2 separate regions of the Danio rerio genome follow, and region 2 is linked to region 1. Evidence: chromatin contacts called from public HiCAR-type data. All regions are on one chromosome and are shown on one strand. Each heading gives the region's core, a stretch centred on a gene start, on an enhancer-like site or on the middle of the called end of the contact. The rest is flanking DNA. Distances are from core to core; before and after follow the strand shown.

Region 1 (5,496 bases), core at 1,833-4,332:
GCCATTTGCCTCAACAATTCCAGCCGTTCCTGAAACTGAATGAATGTCAGTCACTGAGTTCTATTAGCCCCGCCCCTTGAGCATGTTCATTCATTTAATATGTCAGTGTAACTCTTTTAGTTCAACTCAGCCTGCTCCAAACAGGAACTGGACCAGTGTTTCCAGTATGGCTCATTTGTCAGTTGCACATCTTATTTGGGTTCTTCTCTGCTTGTTCTGAGTGGGATTCAAACCAACATCTCCAGTATGGTAAACTAATGAAGATGCTAAAACTGAACCCTCTAACATTAGTTGAGTGCAACTTGAGGACAGGGGAATGGGTTTTACCCAATCTTTTCTGCTTTCCACTACACCAATTTCCCTAAAATTCACTCCCAACTGGGAAACTCAACAACGTTACCCTTTGGTTCAACCTGCCCTTTTCCAAATGAGGAACTAACTGGCATTTTTGACATGGGAGGTAGATGATCTAATGAGAATGCATAAGACCCTAGCCTCATGTGTCTGTCACTTGTACCCCATGTTGCCTCAGGAGAGATGTTTTCTCACACAGCTCTTACTTTGTTCTCCATTACACTAACCATCTTAAACCCCACGTTTCTATTAATGCACCAATGTAACTCTTTAATTCTTCTCACCCATCAAGCATGATTCAAATAAAAGTTTCCCGCATGGGAAGCAGGCACACTAATTAGTATGGAACAGATTGCAGCCTCTTAAGTAAATAATGTGGTTTATGAGACCAAAAGAGAAAGGTGTACCTGCACTAGCTAGTCTCCATTACACTAGTCCAGGTCACAGCCCCAATGTCACACACTGGTTCTAATTCCCCAATTCTAAGTAGGAATTGAACTGTCTTTTTCAGAAGACAGCAGCCTCTAGCACCAGTCTAACATTAGAGTGCAACTTGAGGACAAGGGAATGGGTTTTACCCAAACTTTTCTGTTCTCCGCTACACCAGTTTCCCTAAAATTCACTCCCATCTGGGGCACTGCAACAACGTTACCCTTTGGTTCAACCTCCAATTTTTTAAATTGGAATCTAACTGGCATTTTTGACATGGGAGGTAGATGATCTAATGAGAATGCATAAGACCGTAGCCTCATGTGTCAGCCACTAGTACCACTTGAGGCCTCGGGAGAGATGTTTTCTCACACAGCGCTTACTTTGTTCTCCATTACACTAACCATCTTAAACATCACGTTTTTTATTATTGTACCAATGTAACCCTTTAATTTGCCCTCGGTCTTTCTGCAAATCAAAAGGTGATCGAGCTTTCTGTGTTGCAGCCCCAAGACTATGGAACAGTCTCCCATTGAACATCAGGATTTCTCCATCCTTGGATACTTTTAAATCTAACTTGAAGACATATTTTTACCCCCTTGCCTTTGAGTGACTCATACATGTAATTTTTATACTGTATTTTAGTATTACATATATACATATATTTCCTTTTCTTAAATTTTTATACAAGTTTTATTTTTTTATATTCTTAAATAATTCATCTCATTGTAAAGCACTTTGGATCAACTGCGATTGTATAAAATTGTGCTCTATAAATAAAGATTGCCTTGCCTTGCCTAATTCTACTCGCATGGGAAGCAGGCACACTAACAAGAATGCATTGCAGCCTCCCAAGTAACTAATGTGATTCTTGAGACCTAAAGAGTAAGGTTTATCTACACAGGTCTCCATTACACTAGTCCAGGTCACAGCACCAATGTCACCCACTGGTTCTAATCCCCTCATTCTTAGTGGGAACTGAACTGGCTTTTCCAGAAGACAGCATCCTCTAGCAGCAGTTACTGGTGTGGGCAAAAGTATCTAGATGCAGACTTGGATTTGCAAGCTAAAAATGCTTATATTAGAGATGTCAGACAGAATGCACTAGGGTAGGGTTAGGGGTACAAATTAAAAACCATTGCATGCAGCTCACCTTGTAACTGCACCAAGGCAGAAACACAAACTAGGACAAAATTTAAAATGCACTGCATGATTACAACATTTTTTTTTTGCCTTCCATTGACCTCTTGTTCTAAATATTTTTCCTATAAATTTTTTTTTTTGCTAAATCTACCTAACTACCTGTGGTGTAACTGTCTTAAGCATAGTTTCGTTACAACTCTTATAAATTAAAAAGAAAATCATAAATTACCTATGATTGGGTAGGACTTACGTGGCAGGTAGGTTGGTTTAAGGGTGTGGGGAGCTGCGGCAACTGGACATGCAGACATCAAGGATAATTTTTGTGACAATGTACTACAATAGTTACTGTTTTTTAATTACAGCAAAGGGAAGGTTTACAGTTGTGAATACATTAATAAAAGACAACAAGTTGGACATGCCAAGCACAAAACTTTAAATAAATCAATCAAAATCCCCAGGAAATTTATTTAAAGCTTCAGTCCCACTCATTTGGAGCTGACCTGCCTATTTAAAGCTGGCTTTACTTTCGCTTATACTGAACCCACCTACAAGATCAGTCGTTATTGCACCTCTTAAGGCCTGGAAAGTTTTTACTGACTGGTCTCCATCACACTCACAGTCATGTTTGGGTCACGGCACCAATGTAATCTGTTTGTATATTGCTAGCATTTCTGGTATGGGAGGTGGACAGTGCTGGGCACACTCAGTCATTAATGGACACTTAATTGAGTCCATTGAGTTTCTACAAAGCTCTAGCTTAATATTAAATCATAATATGTCAATTTAAAGTGCATAAATGACTTCAGTAGATACTTGCACAAACCCTATATACTGAAGAAAGTAAGAAGCAAGGATCCCATGTGGAGCCATTTTAGTCTTCTGTGGGCCTCTGGTTACAATATTACACTATCTAATCTTTGTTCTTTCCACCTTTTTACCATTTATGTAAAGAAAATGGCCTTCATACGTGGGAAAACGCGATATTATCTGTCTGAAGAGTCATTAGTCTGTCGAGTAGCATGTTGAACGGGTTAAGTGTGAGACTGCAGGGTTTAGGAAATGAGTAAAAGGCAGACAAACGTATGTAGTGTCACTGGTTCACCACTGGAAATAAGACGCACGCTCTGGCAGCTGGAAACCATTTGCTCCCTAAGATGCTTAGGAGTGGAAACACACACACACGCACACACGTAGACACACATACACACAGCTACTGTAGTTACATAACATAAAAGAGAGGTGAAGAGCAGACAGAAGCGCTATATATAACTTTTGAAAAGATCATTTGTTACTTAAAGTTGGCGACTTGGCGTTGAAAGTTTTCTAAACAGAAACTTGATCAGTTTTGCATTTGCAGGCTCCACGATGTTGCATGGATCCATAAGTAACTATTATATAATCAAATTTTAGGTAGGAATGTAAGTTGAGGTGTGTGTGGTCTTGTGTGGATTAGTTTAAAATGCAGGGCTGTTTACGAGCACTGCTGTTAGTTTGGGTATAATTACAGAGAGACGTCCTTCTGTGTGTGTGTGTGTGTGTGATTTGAGTCCAAACTGCAGTCTGTAATAACACATGCGTGCCGGGTTACTGCGAGTACAGTGATGCCATTTTGTATTATTAATGGCATTTAACTTCATTGCCTCCTTTTGGTCTTCGTTCTAGTAAAAATAAAAGTGCAGTGCTCATGACATGAACCGTACAGCAGACGCCTCGGGGGTACAAAGAACGAGTGTCTCCTTATTAAGACAATAATGACACCTAGTGTCGGTCTGAGGAACTGCATAGAAGTAAAGCATTTGACAGGATAGTTGCACAAAAGCCAGTATAATATACAGCATTGATAAATTATTTACCTCTGATCCTTCATTATGAATTCAAAATGTACATACATTTGTCAAGAAGAAAATTAATAATTATAACAAGTTGAATTTTAGGGAATTATATTTACCTTTATTTAATTTAAAATCTCAGAATTTCCGAAAAGCAGGCCAAATTTATAAATCCTACATGTGCGTTTCTAATAAAACAACATAATGTGAATATTTCTCTCAAAAATTGTAAAGAAATATAATTAAAAAAATAAATAAATAAACTCAATTTCAGAGAGTGGTGGTTGATCCATAGGCCCACAAGTGTAAGATATGAAAAAAAAAGAAATCTAGCTAAATATATTTTATTTAAATATTTAACTAATATAACTTCATAGTTAATAAACAAGGATATGTTTCCCCACCTAATGGTACTCCATACATACCTAGGCTCAAAAATGACCCAAACACACCATGTTTGGTTTCAAATTATTATATTTCTTTTAAAAAACATAGTAAAAAAACTTTACAAATTAAAATTTGGAGCATCATGTACATTGTTCCCTTTGCAGTTGAGAGAAATTTAAATATACTTCCAGATCAAAATTAATCTGAATGCATTTTGAGTGTTAAAATGATGCGTCAGATAATTTATTTTTTATAATTCTTTTCCTTCCTAAATAAAAATACACAAAATGAAACCAGATCAACTTCAGATTGTCTATGTTTCTTCATTAAAGACAAGAGGCAGTCAATTTAATTGTCACTTTCTAAAGCTGAAGAATCACCTAAGTTGTTTCGGCTATTAAGAAGATGTCAAACAATAACTGAAGAAAACAGAAGCGTATGCTGTTTAAATTTATTTGACCACTTGCATGACCAGAACACAAATGCTTTGGAGAAAACATAACAAAACACTGCCAATAAGTGCACAAGCAATTCATTTGTTATCAAACCACATGAACCAAAAAAAAAAAAAAAAAAAAAGAAAATTAATTACATTTACTATGTAAGCCATTGGCAAGTTCTAGACATCTAGTGTCTTCAATTGCAGTTGCTTTAGCATGACATGTGCAATTGCTGTTTTAGAAGGCTTTAAAGAGCTGGTTGGGTAGATAACCCAGATGAAGGAAGGAAGTTTGAGCCTCTCTCTCCAGGTTGGCCAGTTCCTGTACGGTCGGGGCCAAAATATCCACATGGCCCTTGTAAAGACCACCTGGTGTATGTGTATGAGAAACAGAGTTGAGTGACAGACATTAAGAAACTGCCCTATAAACAAGGACATCAGAAAGAAACTCACCTCCTGTGGCCCTGCGCTGGCCGTACGTCACTTTACCATCAAATTCATCCACAGGTACTTTAATGTCAGGTTCACACTGAGTAATAGTGCATTTCAGATGCTCCTCGATATCTGACAACAACTACAAATTGGGAAAAAAATCCTAAGTATAAAAAGTTCATTTGTTTGTGCGATCTTAGGCATGCTTACAATTCTCACCTCTTTTTCATTGTACCAAATAGTGCAGCCTCCATTCTCTTTGAGTCTGGTGTTATAGCAGCCTTTTCCTCTGCTGGCACAAACATGGTACCACACCTGTGTACATAAACACATGCACAAATGACATTTCTATACCACTAGAGCTGTAGAAAAAAATCGTTTAAGAAATCAATTCTCTCTTCTCACTATTCTCTTATAAATAGATTGTAAGCTTAGTTTTAAACAGCAGATGGTGCGTATTGGATGCTCTGCTTGCTTCCAATT
Region 2 (5,496 bases), core at 2,016-4,515, 230 kb before region 1:
TTTTTTTCGCTCGACATTACGAGCACTGCTCCGTTTGAGCTCTCGCAATCTGCGTTTAGCCAGTAGACCTCGCACAGAGCGGAGCTCTCAGTAAGGGACCGTCGGAAAAGTGCTTATTTTTTTCTTTTCTTTTTTTGCTCCGTCCTGCGTGTTTTATTTTAAACACTACTAATTATGTCTTAAATGAGCACAAACCGTTACTAAAGTAGTCGAATGCTTCATTATAGATCTCTGCATTTTTACTTTTACACCTCTGCTATCAAACAAAACATAATGAGAGATTCATTTGCTGTTCTTCACTAAATAACTATAGTATCTTTAATCAATATGCAAATACAATTAAAAGTGAAATAGATTTTATAGTTTTATTTAATTTCTGGATAGGCCATTGATTTGAATAGGCTAAACCTTTTTTTTTGTCTATATTTTCTAATGTTTGCTATTTATTCTATCATTTGAAGCTATTTGTTGTCCCATGTTTTTTACATCCCAACGTTGACAGATTGCTAGTAAATAAATAGCTATAATGCTCTCTGTTAGTTTTGCATCAGCTAATGTTATGGAAGGGCATAGATGTTATGGAAAATAGTAATAGTAATTTAACTACCCCATCATTCCTTCCTCAAGCAAATGTGTTAATATTAGATCTATTCAACAATATCGTTAATTGCATTGGCATATTTATCTGACGTTTTCCCAGCTTGTAGTAGTCGATCAAAAAGCTATTTAGTTTCTTATGACTACACTAGCAGTGGAATTTACTGCAATGTGACGGGGCTTGATCATAATCCAGGGGCTTGATCAAAGGTTGATCATATTCTCTTTTAAAAAAAGAAGAGTACATTTTCAACAGAAAAATTACAGTTACAGCCAGCATCCCACAAAAAGCACTTCGAGTCTCATTTTGTGCATATCAAATTGCAAAATCCAAAAAGCTGCACACCATATATTTCGTGTTTTTTCATATATTCGTATTTTGAGCTCTAAAATTGAATTTGTGTATTTACGTACTGCGTTTAGAATTTAAAATTTGTATTTGTGTATTTATGAATCGTGTTTTGAATTTATGATTTGGATTTGTGTATTTATAAATCGTGTTTTGAATTTATGATTTGGATTTGTGTATTTATGAATCGTGTTTTGAGCTTATAATTTGGATTTGTGTATTTACGTACTGTGTTTAGAATTTACGAATTGGATTTTTGTTTTTATGAATCATGTTTTGAATTTATGATTTGGATTTGTGTATTTATGAATCGTGTTTTGAGCTTATAATTTGGATTTGTGTATTTACTTACTGTGTTTAGAATTTACGAATCGTATTTTTGTTTTTATGAATCGTGTCTTAAATTTATGATTTGGAATTGTGTGTATTTGAATTGTGTTTTGAACTTACAAATTGAATTTTGTAAATGTGAATTAAGCTGTGCATGTAGAAATTTTATTTTGTAAACGTCTTATTTTTGAGACTGATCTGGTTCCATATATAAATGCTTCTATTAAATTATCATTCATGCTTTAAATTCTACAAGCTTTTTTTTTTTTTTACAGTAAAGACATTTTCCTTTGGGTGAGAAAAATCGTTATAAGGTTAACATTTAGTTAACTTGATCATTGGAATTTTAGCATTATAGAAATTACCTAGCTCCTATGTCCATCTTTTGATCAAACACCTCAGAGAATTGTCTTATGATTTAGCTTTGCTGTACTGTACTGCATCATATATTGTAATCATATGCCTCCAGACTGTACATTACAAATGCACAGTCTAGTAATGTTGTTGAAGGACAGTAACAGTTGCACAGTGTGATGATAAGGAGTAAAATACTGTCACAGAAAAAGAGGGAGGAGCTCAGTTGTAGAGGAATGATGATCATCTGAGATGAGAGAGAGAGAGGTGTGGTCAAGTGACCTGCATTGTTACAAGCAGAATAAATCAGTCTGTTCAGTGTCTGCAGGGCTTCAGCGGTCTGGGATCTGGAGGGTGAATCTGTGCACAGACATATGTGTGTGTGTCTGCATGCTTTGTTTCAAGGTCACACTGCTCCCCCAGCTTGAAGGTTGAATTATGTAACCCAGATATTAATGCCTTCAGTGTATCTCTATTCTCTTTTCTGCATACTGGGAGACTGGCTGAAAATCAGCTGTATTCTTAAAGTAAAACTAATATTGTAGTAAATAAAATAAATATGTATCAATTTTTGTTCTAAGATTCTAAAAAAAATGATGAAACTAAAACTGAAAAAATATACTATTATTAAGAATTAGAATAATAACTATAGATATTAATGTTTAAAATACCTATAGTTAACCTACAATTGAAAATATAAAAAATAAAAGCTAATTAATTTTAAAAAGTTAAATAAATGATCAAAACTTGGCGTAAAATTCATAAAATTAATGTACAACAAAAAGAGAGGATTAAATAATTAAAAATGTCCAATAAAGGCTGTTAAAAATTACAAAAGTTACAATAAAAAAGCACCAAAAATAATAACTTTAATGAAAGATATTGTATAAACTGGGGCTGCACAATATATCGTTTCAGCATCGATATCGCAGTGTGTGCACTCGCAATAGTTCACATCATGAGTATCCACAATGTTGAGTTGGGAATTATAGTTGATCAACAATGAAGACTGCAGTGTTATTTAACATTTTACATCACATTTGATTATTCAATTACTGTACCAGAACTTCTTTCACCTTTAGTGGATGACTCTATTGTCCATCATTGAATCGGTTCTCTGCACTTCAATAACTGCTACCAAATCTGACCTCTGAAGACTACGTCGAATAGTTTGGGCTGCTGAGCAAATAACTAGTACAACCCTAATCATTTATTTTATATAGCACCTTTAAAACTTACTTTTCAAAGCTCTTTACACAAGATACGAGATACAAGAATAACAGAAACACAGTTGTCCAGAGGTTATACAAAATTATAGAAAAAATAAAACATGTCAGAAACATTATAAATATAAGAAAACAGATCACAAATACACATAAACCTTTACATGCATTTGAAAAAAACATTGCTTTGAAAAACCATGACATATATGTTTTATTAAAATCGATGTCATCAATAACAGAAGTTTTAATGTCATTCATTAGTTCAACTATTCTGTAATGAGGGAGTCAGTCACTACTGAACCTTTATATTCTTTAAAACACGTGTTATTCACTCACAGTTCTGAGGCCTGTTCTCCTCTTGACCCTGGTGTGCAACATTTTGACCTGTCAAAGTGTCTGGCAGGGGTGGCCCATAAACCAGCAGGGTGTCCAAAAAAACCCTTCACGTCTCCGCACACTTCAGCCCTTTATTAGAGGAACAGGAAAGAAACCAGGGATCAAGAGAGGAAAAGGTTGAACCTTCACTCTTTAGGAGGCCGCAGATCCATTTTCAAGAATGACCGTCACACGCCTCCAAAAACTAGTAAAGCAATCACACACACAAAAAAGCTCTTGGTCGAGGCCCGAAAAAACACCTGGTTCAGTGAATCCAAAACCTGGTTAATCTGTCTGCCAAAAACCTCCCCCTTCCCTTCCTCTACACCCAGCAAACATCTCAGCGTCTCGACTGGAGTGTCATTGTGAACTCCCTCAAGTCATTAACAAATAATTAATTAGCAGCCCCCTGAGGGAATGGATTAAGACCTCTGCAATGATGTTTTGTTGCACTCTTGGGAAGAGGAAAGGGGGAAGTGGAGGAAGCGCTTTACAATTGCGCTTCATGATTCAAGTCGTCACCTCACACGTGAAGCCTGATTTGGGCTTTAATCTCATGCACTGAAATGGTATCGGTATTACTTTATTTTTTTTCTGAGCGATTTTCTAAAATAGATGTTTTATGATGTAAATTAATGTAAAAAGAAGATGTAAGTTACAAATTTATGTTATACTTTTTAGTGCGGAAATCTTATTGATGACAATATTAAGTAATTTCACACAAGTTAAATAATTAGTAAATAACTTTTTTTTTTGTAATAAAATTTCAAAATTTATGAGTAGAATTAAATAAGTAATACATATATAAAACAATTCTAAAATGAAACATCATGCTTATCCTGACATATGCTTATCATAGTGTAAAATAAATATAAAACAATATATTTTGTACATAATTTAAAAAGATCTGGCTTAAAATGGCTGAAAACCAGTGTTTTTTAATTTTTTCTGTATTTTATATTTTATTTAATTTTTTATTTTATATTTTACTTTATTTGTTGTTTGATATTATATTACATTTGATATTTTATTTTATATTGTTATTTTATTTTTTATTTTATATTTCATATTTAATATTTTTATTTTATATTTTGTGATATTTTGGTTTATTTTATTTTTTATTTTATATTTATTATATATATATATATATATATATATATATATATATATATATATATATATATATATATATATATATATATATATATATATTTTTATACTTTCTATTTTATTTTATTTCATTAGCCCTTTCATGCTATATATTTTTTTGATAGTCTACAGAACAAATCATCATTATACAATAACTTGCTTAATTACCCCAACCTGCCTAGTTAACCTAATTAACCTAGTTAAGCCTTTAAATGTCACTTTAAGCTTTATAGAAGTGTCATAATAAATATTTAGTAAAATATTATTTGCTGTCATTGTGGCAAAGATAAAAAAAATAATTTATTCGAAATGAGTTATTAAAACTGTTATGTTTAGAAATGTGCTGAAAAAACGAAATTGGGGAAAAAATAAACAGAAGGGCCGATAATTTAGGGTGGTTTAATAATTCTGATTTCAACTGTAGCTAAACTTCATCTGCAGTCTCTGGACAGGAGAATGCAAATCACATCCCAAAAACATCAACACAATATCCCAATAAGATAAACAATATCAACAAATAGAACTATAAACCCCCGCTCAATGGTCAGAGCTTGAAGCTATATTACACTTTAATCGATTTCATGCTTGAAAACCTCCTTTTATCTTTGACCTAGTATGTATACATTTATTACATATTCCATAAAAGCATATATCACCTCCTGCAATATCATTGCTTGGCTCTTTGAAGGCTAAAGGACATAAATGTGTCAGTTGAGAAAGATCTGCGAGTTAATATTTAAACAAATCCCTAATTAGACACATTATTGCAATGAGGCAGAACAGCAGCAGTAAAGGATCATTAAAGTTTACAAGTGAACTTTTAAAGCGAAACGTCGTAAACGCACAGACACACCAACAGACTGGGCTTCAGGGTCGGCAGCTTCACCCTTGACCTTAAGAAAACTCCCATATGTTGATGAAACCATTTGTTTCATAAAATCTCTCTCTCTCTCTCTCTCTCTCTCTCTCTCAGCATCCCTCTTTTCCTCAGACAGACAGACAGACAGACAGACAGACAGACAGCTGAAGAAACGTCCCGTCTCGAACCTGTGACCTCGGCCTGCTTGACCTTGACTCGTCCCGCCAGTGTGAGTGACATCATCTCATGGCTGGATTACA

Evidence for each region. HiCAR-type assays count read pairs that join an accessible place to other places.
Region 2: a contact with region 1 is called in a HiCAR-type map of caudal fin, with 11 times the contacts expected there. The contact joins two enhancer-like sites. A contact is called at or near these places in 4 of 18 Hi-C or Micro-C datasets (caudal fin, embryo, hematopoietic stem cells and 1 more) and 1 of 4 datasets of contacts at active chromatin or transcription factors (caudal fin).

What each region holds. Positions count from the first base shown.
Region 1 is chr20:36,054,962-36,060,457 of GRCz12tu, reverse strand. It overlaps ddx1 (DEAD (Asp-Glu-Ala-Asp) box helicase 1), which reads right to left. Exons shown (of 26, transcript NM_001197324.1): 24 at 5,233-5,328; 25 at 5,035-5,155; 26 at 4,794-4,950. The coding sequence ends at 4,820. Among named protein-coding and RNA genes, the nearest start is that of ddx1, 17 kb to the right of the region's middle. Within about 2 kb of position 3,082, at least 26 of the 62 cell types and tissues checked have an H3K27ac peak or open chromatin away from gene starts, as enhancers often do.
Region 2 is chr20:36,286,275-36,291,770 of GRCz12tu, reverse strand. LOC137488668 (a long non-coding RNA gene) reads left to right here. Exons shown (of 3, transcript XR_012395903.1): 2 at 5,351-5,465. Among named protein-coding and RNA genes, the nearest start is that of smek1, 66 kb to the left of the region's middle. Within about 2 kb of position 3,265, at least 7 of the 62 cell types and tissues checked have an H3K27ac peak or open chromatin away from gene starts, as enhancers often do.